Regions from separate parts of the Salmo salar genome. Here region 1 is linked to region 2. Evidence: chromatin contacts called from public Hi-C data. All regions are on one chromosome and are shown on one strand. Each heading gives the region's core, a stretch centred on a gene start, on an enhancer-like site or on the middle of the called end of the contact. The rest is flanking DNA. Distances are from core to core; before and after follow the strand shown.

Evidence for each region. A called contact is a pair of places that touch in the nucleus more often than the background predicts.
Region 1: a Hi-C map of muscle shows a contact between it and region 2, with 10 times the contacts expected there. The contact joins the enhancer-like site here to the promoter of LOC106565887 in region 2. A contact is called at or near these places in 3 of 3 Hi-C or Micro-C datasets (blood, gill and muscle).

What each region holds. Positions count from the first base shown.
Region 1 is chrssa12:72,440,391-72,446,273 of Ssal_v3.1, reverse strand. LOC106565887 (eukaryotic translation initiation factor 4 gamma 3) reads right to left here. Exons shown (of 36, transcript XM_045691732.1): 15 at 2,397-2,670; 16 at 2,149-2,273; 17 at 899-1,042; 18 at 351-515; 19 at 1-137. Among protein-coding and RNA genes, the nearest start is that of LOC106565886, 19 kb to the left of the region's middle. Within about 2 kb of position 2,488, at least 1 of the 13 cell types and tissues checked has an H3K27ac peak or open chromatin away from gene starts, as enhancers often do. A contact at or near this core is called in muscle, where this site is marked.
Region 2 is chrssa12:72,398,457-72,403,620 of Ssal_v3.1, reverse strand. LOC106565887 (eukaryotic translation initiation factor 4 gamma 3) reads right to left here and starts at 2,844. Exons shown (of 36, transcript XM_045691732.1): 1 at 2,274-2,844. The coding sequence starts at 2,437. It overlaps LOC106565889 (endothelin-converting enzyme 1), which reads right to left. Exons shown (of 18, transcript XM_045691741.1): 18 at 3,299-5,164. The coding sequence ends at 5,126. It overlaps LOC123725558 (a long non-coding RNA gene), which reads left to right and starts at 2,653. Exons shown (of 3, transcript XR_006758074.1): 1 at 2,653-2,877.

The DNA.
Region 1 (5,883 bases), core at 1,239-3,738, 43 kb before region 2:
TTCTCAAAGACCAGGTCGATGACGCCCTTGAGGCGCTCCTCCGTGTCGATGGTAAGGTCCGTCACCTGCTTCATCAGCTGGTTGAACATCTGAGGCGTCAGTTTGTTGAGGATGCTGCGCACCTTCCGGAAGAGCTCCTGACACGGCAACAACATCCTCATAATTTATTGAGGTGAACATTCATTCACTCACACTTCATTTCATCTTCGGTCTCTTGACAACTCCTTGGTCACAACATTTCTTTCCTGTGTGGAGCGACTGCTGAAGAAACGTATAATATCTTGTAGTTGAGTACGGTGTGTGTTTTTGACTGTGTGGTTGTGTCTGATGAAAGGTTGGGCTCATCCTACCTGTGTTGTAATGACCTCAGGGTCGTCTGATGGCCCCGCCCTCTTCATGCCAGGTTTCCAGGCGTTCTCGGCCTTCTTCAGCTGCACCTCGTCGTTCGCCGACACGTTCAGGATAATCTTCCTGGGTGGGGGCCGCCGGGCACCCCCCCCCATGTTCATCATCTGCTGGAGGACAGAGAGGAGACAGCACAACTCGTCACTTCTGCAGTTCACCACCAACAAAACACAATATCGCCAAGACGCCAAGGTTGTGCGTTGATGTTCAATTTACGACTTTCCTTGAATGAGCACGACTTTGGGAAATGACTCATATCTAGCAAACCAACAAGAGGTGCAAATAATTCCCCATGATTCATTTATCTCACTATGATACCAGCCCAGCGATGTTGTTTGTTACCATACCAGAAGACTCTGGGGAAAATTAAACGCACAAGTTAATATTCTGTGAGTGCGTGTGAGAGAGAAAGATGAGAAACACAAAGACAAGAGACATTATTTGAGAGAAAGAGGGGTGTTGTGTTGGTGTCAGGTGGAGGAGTAGTAATTACGTGAGCGTGTGCGTGACTCACTGCAGCGCCGCTGCGTCCTCCACTCATCTGCCTGCCAAAGTCAGCGAAGGCAGGTGTGAAGTCAGGGCCACGAGAGATCACCCTGGATTCCACAGCCCGGGTTGGCAGCTTGTTTTGGTTAATCTGCAGACACAGGGAGCGAGATGGTGAGCTGACAGACCAGCAGGGGGAGCAGTGATTCTCTAACACTGTGGCCCTAGCCATAGAGGAAAAGCAGTGGCTGTATAATCCAAATCAAATAATGTTTCACTGTCACATACCTCAGATAGGTGCAATAATGAATGATAATATAATGATCAATATGGTGAAAGCACATCAGAGGGAAAGGTAGGGTTACTACCATATTGCATATACCCATCAACTCTTTCAGATCTACATGAAGTGCCTGAGGTAGGGGGCTGGGAGTTGTTTCTGGCCTACCACTAGGGAGAAAGAGACTGGCCAGACTCCCCTCCCTTAGGTCTATCCCACTGGTTTTTACTGAGCGGTGGTGAATTCTCAATAACAGTCCTAGATCACCACCAACTTCGTATGTTGTTTTGTGTTTCAGCTATGCTTTCGACAAATTATGTTTAAACACATTTTGTGACTGGCACAGTGAGTGAAGTCAGAACCAGATGTGGAAGGAGGACTGAGGGGAACATTGTGGGGGAAGGGAAGGGGAAGAACAACTACAGCTCTCTCAGCTGTCCTTGACTTCCCTTAGTACTCTCCTCCAGCGAACATTTTCTCAGGGAGAAAAATATGACTCCAGGGACTGTACATCAATCATTGCCAGTCTTAATGCTCCTTTTCTGGGGCTGAATTATCAACACTGCCAAGTGTGACATAATGGCAATGTGATTTTAATCAAAACAGGATGTCTATGGGCTAGCCATTATAGGCTCCAACAGTATGTAGCCTATGTTGAGACGAGGGAGATTCATTTACCAGAAGCCTATCATTTCATAAATGACTATTAGACAATAGCTGAAAAAACCTATACATCTGGTCTTGTGCTTACTAAAGGGATCACATACGGCTACTCATACTATTTGTTCTATATAAATAAATAATCCCTGTACTTGAAAGAAAAGCCCTTTTCAAAAGCAACTTACTTTGCTAACATCTTACACTATGAATTTATAATCCTGAATATTTACTGAACCACTGTGAGGTTTAGGGGCTTGCTCACAACACATTCTGTCCACTAGGCTGAAGCTCTGCTCAGACCACTCACACACACACACCTTGTCCAGAACTACGTCACTGATCTGAGGTAGCCCGTCTGGCTTCTGTGTACAGGCAGCCATGAACTGGAAGCCCAGCAGGAAGTCCCGGTTGTACTGGCGCTTCCCGTTGGTCTCCGGCAGATCTGAGGAAACAACGAGAGGAAGAAAACAGCCCTGCTCATCTCATACTGTGCAAAGGTTGTATGAGTTGATTGTGAAAAAGTGAAAAACACGAATGAAACTGAGGCTAATAACTGCCCTCCTACCTTCCTGGAAGAGGTCTGGGGGTGCTTCTGTAGAGGCCTCCTTGTCACCAGGGGTGGCGCCACTGTCACTGCTCTCTGTCTCCGAGGTATGCCCAGCCCCGTTCCTCATGGGCTCCAGCTCAGCCTCCCCATTTTCCTCTGGGGCAGGGGGCTTTTCCTCTGCCTCCATGGCTGGAGGCGCTGCTGAGGGTGGGGGCGGGCTGCTGCTACTATGGGGCCTGGCGGGCTGCAGGGCCTGGTCTCCAGCAGCCTCCTCCACAGGCTTGAGCTCGTCCTGGGGGAGGCAAGGGAGGGAGAGGGGGTGAGATCGAGGGACATAGTGGACTTCACACAGGGGGTTTGGAACACTGATCATGATGGATAACTCCTTGCCGAGTCTTAGCTCTTCATTATAATCAGAGGGATAATATCAACACTATGCAATGCTGTCTCTCTTGGCTAAGAGTTGAGGAACGACTGACTGCATCGCTTCTGGTTTTTGTAAAGAAACAGTGTTGGAAATTCCAAATTGTTTCCATAGTCAACTTACACACACACACACACACACACACACACACACACACACACACACACACACACACACACACACACACCCCCCCCCAACAGGGGTCTTTTCATAGTCCCCAGATCTGAAACAAATTAAAGGAAATGTACAGTATTATACAGAGCCATGATTGAATGGAACCGCCATCTCATATAGCACAAGTGAACATGAAACCTGGTTAAAAAACAACAAATAAAGCAACACCTCACAGAACAACGCCTCTCCCCCATGTGGCCTACTTTTTGTGTGCATGTATTAACATGTATGTGTAACTGATCGACGTACACCAGACTGTGTGTGGAGCGGAGCTGGAACGTGCCCAATTTGACTGGAGCGCGGAGCGAGTATCCCAAAGGCTGAAGTGTCACAGCCTTCTCACCTGCTCCAATTTCGCTACAGTAGCACTTACTTCACGAGCTCAGGACATGCTCGGCCCAGCATGCATTTGTAGTCTACTTGTGTGCTGCTATAGCCCCTTGCTATAGCTACTGTCATGGAGTTCGCTAAATATTTTCATAAAGAAACTGATAAGACGCACGTGCAAAATCAAGGTGACTTACAAAGATGAAGATTGTAGCAAAATATTAAAAACCAAAAAATCTGATCTCTTAAAAGTTTTGTTAATGCTCGTTCTATTATCTACACAATAGGCTTTCATTGATTTTGGCCCAATATGCCTGACATATTACCTCTTTCAATGAGAGGTTGGAAAGAGATGGGGAGTGTCAGAACATTGTGCAAGCGCTGCTCCGTGAGCGACGAGCGGGATATCTAACCACTCACACACCATACTCATGTTTTTAAATGTATGTAAATCGTCTTTTGTCTGTAATGTGTCTTTTGATGCATGTAAGACTAGCTGTCGTCATTGGAGGCTGTTAATGGGGATTCTAATAAAAATCAACAAAATCAGACGAGAACATTCAAATCATTAATAAAATATGTTATTTATAGGGTTGCACATTTTGGGGAATATTCAGAGGTGGAAACTTTTTGTGGGAATTAACGGGAATATATGCAAATTAATATTAATACCATTTAAATGTAGATGTTTTTTTTGCATTGGATATATTTACCATATCAAATGGAGACAGAAGCAAACCTTTTACCTTATAAGTAGACATCATTGCTAATGATTAAATCCTTCCAATAGAAATAAAAAAAGCTGTTTAGTCACGAATTGAACTTTAATTAAATGAGTTGACTCTCCGCATGGGATGATTTCACTGAACAACAAAAGGGAATATTGAATGATCCCCAATGATCCATTGCATCTCCCAAAAACATTTAACATACATCTGTAATACGATAGTCTAGAAACTAAAGCTTTGGTTGTCTTCCTCTCAGGCTTCCATGTCTTCTCCCTGGACCTCAATGTCCACCTCTTGAACATCAGACTCTGAGGCCTCATCTTCACTGTCACTTTCCAACCTTGTTGAGGATGGCTCGTTGTTAGGCTCAAAAAGCCTCAAATTTTCCCGGATGGCCACCAATTTTTCAACCCTTGTATTGGTCAGCCTGTTCCGTGCTTTGGTCTGTGTGTTCCCAAACAAGGACCAGGTGCATACTGAGGCAGCTGATGTTGGTGGAATTTGGAGGAAGATGGAGGCAACAGGGGAAAAAGCCTCAGATCCACAAAGTCCCTTCCACCAGGTGGTTGATGCGATATGTTGGCACGACTGCCATATTGCATCTCCATCCAAAAGTCCTTGCTTGGAAGTGTACTTCGCCAGACTGCCAAGAACCTTGCCCTCATCCAGGCCAAGATGGTGAGACATTGTAGTGATGACACTATAGACCTTGCTGATCTCTGCACCAGACAGGATGCCCTTGCCAGCATACTTGGGGTCCAACATGTACGCTGCAGCGTGTATGGGTTTCAGGCAGAATTCTTCACGCTTTTTGATGTATTTCAGAACTGCAGTTTCCTCTGCTTGGAGCAAAGGTGATCACCTTGATGGGGCTGTTCATATCGGCAGACTGATATGGCCATTTCTTCGAGACTCCTTCCACCCAAACGGGTGGTGCTCTTATTCTTCTCACTTTGCTTGGTGAGGTAGATTGCTGCTATAACTTGATGACCCTTCACATACCAAACCATTTCCATGGCTCTTTTGTAGAGTGTGTCCATTGTTTTCAGTGCCATGATGTCCTTGAGGAGCAGATTCAATGCATGAGCAGCACAGCCAATGGGTGTGATGTGAGGGTAGGACTCCTCCACTTTAGCATTGTCTGTCACCAGTGCAAATACCTTCTGTGGTCCAAGGTCATTGATGACTGCCTTCAGCTCATCTGCAATGTAGAGACCGGTGTGTCTGTTGTCCCTTGTGTCTGTGCTCTTGTAGAATACTGATGGAGGTGAAGATGTAGTTAATTATTCCTTGTCCATGAACATTCGACCACCCATCAGAGATGATTGCAATACAGTCTGCTTTCTCTATGATTTGCTTGACCTTCACTTGAACTCTGTTGAACTCTACATCCAGTAAATTAGTAGATAAAGCATGTCTGGTTGGAGGGGTGTATGCTGGGTGAAGAACATTCAGAAATCTCTTCCAATACACATTGCCTGTGAGCATCAGAGTTGAACCAGTTGCATACACAGCTCGAGCAAGACATTAATCAGCATTTCTCTGACTGCGTTCCTTCATTGAGTCAAAAAACTTCTGATTCCAGGAGGACCATGAGCTGTTGCTATCGATAAGGTGTCTGATTCCTCATTTTCACCTCGAATAGAATTAGAGGGGCTTTTGTCAGAGGTTGCTTGTTGTGAGCGCTGAGGGAACTTTATGCACTTGGCCAGATGATTCTGCATCTTTGTTGCATTCTTCACATATGATTTGGCACAGTATTTGCAAATGTACACAGCTTTTCCTTCTACATTAGCTGCAGTAATTCAAATTTCTCACACATACAAGTATTATACACCATTTTAAAGATACA
Region 2 (5,164 bases), core at 1,595-4,094:
CATTTCCTTGGTCTTATGAGGGTGTAGGGAGAGCTTGTTATCAGCGAACTAAGACGCTTCCCTGTTGATGTCGTTTAACACTGCATCCTCACACTTCCTGGTGTATTTGCTGAGTAGTATAGGATTGTCTCATCTGCAATTATGTATGCAGCATTTCTCCAGCACTGATGAAAAGTCATTTATGTAAATGCAGAACAGCAGGGATCCAAGCACATTCCCTTGTGGGACTCCATTCACCACACTGGGCTAATTGTACCTGGGCTAATTGTACCTGGGCTAATTGTGTGCTCTGCAGTTTGTACTGACTCCTCCCCATAAGTATGATGTGAATCACTTGATTGCAGTGCTGTCAAAGCCTAGTTTCGCAGGCTTCCTCTGGAGTGTGGGGTGGTGTAGTGTCAAAAGCTTTCTCCAGATCCAAGAAGAGTGCTGCTGTGACCTGGCTGTTACAAGCCGACTTGATGTCCTCCACAACCTTTTGCACTGCTGTAGATGTGCATCTTCCTAAAGCAACGTTGATAGGCTGTAAATAGTCCGTTGAGTGAGAAATAGTTGGCCACCTGTGTCTGCACCAGCCTTTACAACACTTTGGAGACAGCACAAAGAATTGATACTGGACGGTAGTTGGCCACATCCGATCTATCCCGACTTGGTGTTATATAAGCCGTTTTCTATGGACATGGGATTTCCCCAGTTGAGATTAACAGGTTGATGATATGAGTCAGGTGACTCGCTATCACTGTGGCAGAGTCCTTTAGAAGCCTGTAATGTTGTTAATGTTATTAAGCATGGATGAAGTGGTGATTAATGTCTAAAATGTAACTGTTCTTGTGGATTTTCTAATAGACCTTTCACAACTTGAAGAAATGCCTTTGCATTGATTTTGTTATGTTTAAGTCACTCAATTAGCATAAGAACACACCATAAGCTATGGCAAAATGTGTAGAATTGCAGGAAATTTGCTTTCAAACAGCAACATTTTGTCCCTGCGGCCAAGAGGGCGTCCTCTAAAACTTTTGGTCGGAGGCTGCACCATCGAAGATGATATGACTCACAGACTAGCACTCTGTAGACAATACTTCCATTATGACTGGACATTAGATCAAAATCATAATGTTTTAATCATAAAAAGCCACTAGATCCTAACTTTAAATGGCCGGATCAAATGAATTAAGACTCAAAGTTGATATTCACAAAGTTCATACAAATCAAGCAAGGCACGTTTGTTAGTTGATCCAATTTGGCAGAACACTTCCACTGGCTGGGATCAAAGGTGTTCACAGGGACAAGAGGTTTCTGAAGTGAGAAAAATGCTCTTGATCCATTTCTGTTTTTTTTTTAATTAGATACGCAGTGACTTGACATAGGCTTACTGAATGTCATTCATACAATCATGATACATGCATATCCCCAAATAAAATAGGAATAACGATAAACGCATACTGGATCAAATTCATTACACTGTAACGTTACTACAGTTGCTAACGTTGCTACCAGCAAATATGTCTGTGGCGTCACTACCGTGTCAATATGGGTATACCGGTGTGGCACCGGTTGCCATCTATTACCAGGTTTAACTACGGCCTAGCTAGCTAGCTAAGGTAGCTAGCTAAACAACGACAGTTAGCATCCCTTTTATGGATACCGGGGAGAAGGCCCAACTTAGTTAGCTAGGTTACTACTGTACCCAGCTAGTTTACATTCACTCATACGAGGTAGCAATAATATAGTTTTAGGATGATTAACTAGTTGCGTTTTGATGGCTACAAAATCTAGTCCACCCAAACCCTCTCACAAAATACTGCCTGACCCGAATAAAATAGTTCGCCAATATGTTAGCCGGATTAGCTAGTTATGAGTTTACAGTTGCTAATATGAAAGTGGCTGACTAGTTAGCTAGCTACCGGTAAACCGAACAAAGCCGGTGCAGTGGCCTTCTAGAGTTAGCTAACTAGCTACGCCAACTCGTGAAATTGTGTCTAGTTGGCCCGCTTTTCTGATCCCCACATGCACAACAGTTACAATGTATTGGCAAACAAAATTAATTATCTGCAGTTTAGCGATGTTGACTAGTTAGCCATTTTGGCAGATTATCAATAAACAACTATAGTAATTTGTAAGCTAACTAACTAGCAAGCTAACGTCTCCTCCCTATTCTTCAAAACATCCGTCATTGACCCGCACCCAACCGCTCACCAATACGTTACCTAAATGTTTCTCCCCCGAATACCTGACCAAGAGATGGCAGGGGTATTCTTGTCAATGAAGGATACTGAGGAGGCGGCAAGGTGCTCAGTTGAGGAGCGCCTGGGGCTCCCGACGGTAAAGACACCGAGGTCAGGGTAGCCCGCAGTTGGCTCGACGGAGACGGGCCAGTTCCAGGTCCACTTACTGCGACAGTGGCGGGTTTTGGGACTATTTTCGCCGGCAAACTCATTGCAAAAAAATAAACAAAGGAAAACAATACACTAATAAATACTGATACAAAATATATCTAGCTTTCATAAATATAGCAAGCGTAGAATATGATTGAAACAGGCCGCAAATCCTTTAGCCGACACTAGGGCTAGCTAGCTATTATAGCAACTCAGAATAGCTTTTTTTCATGGAAAGTCGCTGTTCGGGTCTGTGGTGCTATTCATGGGGACGGTGGGAGGTTTGCCTCCCTTGCCCGCCCGGGACCTCTGCAGATCCGTTTCAGTTCTTACGAACACTATCGCCGGCGTCTTTTCTCCTTCGATAATTTAACATTTGTTTTCAACGACTGATTTTTCTATAATCATTTTTCCACGGAGATGGGAGACTTCGTCAACATGGCGTTCCGGCCGCTTCCAGTCCGGTAGGACAGATGATTCGGCTATTCTCGTCCAATTACGGGTATGTACGTCTTAACTACAGCTATCGAAAATGACGCTTCATTTGTTGCATTCATGTGGCCAATTATCTATACTGACTGGCACATAGGCCTACATTCATGTATATTGAGTACTGCATTATTGTTGTTCTAAATAACTAGGCTTTATGATATTTTTTTAAAGAATGCATGTTATTTATTATTTTAACTGTAGTGGCTGTCTTGAAGTGTGTGTGTAAAATAAACTGTCTCCTGCTATATGTATGGGGTCATTCTCAAGAACCACTCACTCAATATATAAAATGTAATCAGGTTCAAGTACAGTCATCTGAACACATAATGATTGACCGATGGTGTATTTACTGGCAGAAGTGAAGTTTGTATTAGATCGTACTGTACTCGGTACTGTATTGTTTGTGTGCAGCGACATCTAGCGTTGATAACCACTATTAATTTACTTTTATTGTTTGGGAATACAACGGAGGTTCATCATTACGTTAAAGGTGTCGTCATGATGCCTCAGATGGGCCATCGAAATAGATGGGTCATACAAAAGAATGGTGACAACATTTCTATGAGATAAGAACAGTTAGTAACGTCACAGAGAAGTCATGTCATATATGACCAGATACAAAACGGTAAAATAAAAATGTTACGTGACTTGCTCAATGGTTAATATACTGAACAAAAATATAAACGCAACATGCAACAATTTAAAAGATTTTACGGAGTAACAGTTCATAGCAGGAAATCAGTCAAGTGAAATAAATAAATTAAGCCGTAATTTATGGATTTGACATGACTGGGCAGGGGCACCGCCATGGGTGGGCCAGGGAGGGCAAAGGCTCATCCACTTAGGAACCAGGCCCACCCAACCAATCAGAATGAGTTTTTCCCCACAAAAGGGCTTTATTACAGACATAAATACCCCACTCCCCTCAGACAATCCCACAGGTGAAGAAGCTGGATGTGGAGGTCCTGGGCTGGCATGGTTACACGTGATCTGCGGTTGTTGGATGGACTGCCAAATTCTCTAAAATGACATTGGAGGCAGCTTATGATAGAGAAATGAACATCCAATTCTCTGGCAACAGCTCTGTTGGACATTCCTGCAGTCAGCATGCTCCCTCAAAACTTGGCATCTGTGGCATCTGTGTGGCCACATTTTAGAGTGGCCTTTCATTGTCCCCAGCACAAGGTGCACCTGTGTAATGATCATGCCGTTTAATCACCGTCTTGATATGCCTCAAAGTCAGGTGGATGGATTATCTTGGCAAAGGAGAATTGCTAACTAACAGGGATGTAAACAAATTTATGCACAACATTTGAGGGAAAAGCTTTTTGTGCATATGGAATATTTCTGGGATCTTTTAATTCAGCTTGTAAAAAAAAAAAATGGGACCAACACTTTACATGCTGCATTTATATTTTTGTTCAGTACTTGCCCAGTTAAATAATGGTTAAACAGTACATCCTTGAGTTTCAGAATTCTCTGATTTAATATTTGTTTAAATATGTCTCTTATATCAGGCATTTAGCGATTATGTGAGGGTCACTTCCTTACAACACCACTACTGCATAAACTGGAGACATTAACCCAAATCAGTGTTAGGTTTTGTTGATGCAGAAACAAGCTAGGCCTACACATAGGGCTTATTGACCGGCTCAATCATGTGCAATAATAAAATATGGCTTTTACAATCCACTTGTTATGACAGTAACTTGTATTATACTGTAGATGTGATTGACCGTTTCCTCTGGATTATATCTCAATCCAAATCCAGGAATTGCAACTCGTCATTTTCTTTTGCAGTCTAGAAATATACAATAACTGAAGACAACACAAAGGTGGATTGATATAACTGACAAACAAATAAATATCACTATAACGCATATGACAACTTCATAAAATCTTATTGAGAGAAGTTCCCATTAGTTTTCCCCTTTTTATAACCGTTCCTTTGGTTTCCAGTGTTAAAATTGTCCCTCCATTAAGTGAACACGAAGGCACATTTTCAGAGTTCCATTGGGGAAAGAGAGGCCGATTTCTATAACAAATTTTCTTTATGAAGATAGTTGGGTCTGGCTCAACTTCCAGCTTCAGTCCTCATAAGGACACTGAGAAGTGTAGTGGGTAAGACAGCTGGATTTTCAGTGCTATCGAGACCAGTACTCTACTTCCTTAGAGACTTTACCTCTGCATCTATTTATGCTCCATGTCCCCAGTGTCCATTTTGCCACCTGCCAGACCAACCAATGTGTAGCTAGGCATCACCAAAGCTCACACTTGTGTTTAGGGTTCATGGGGGC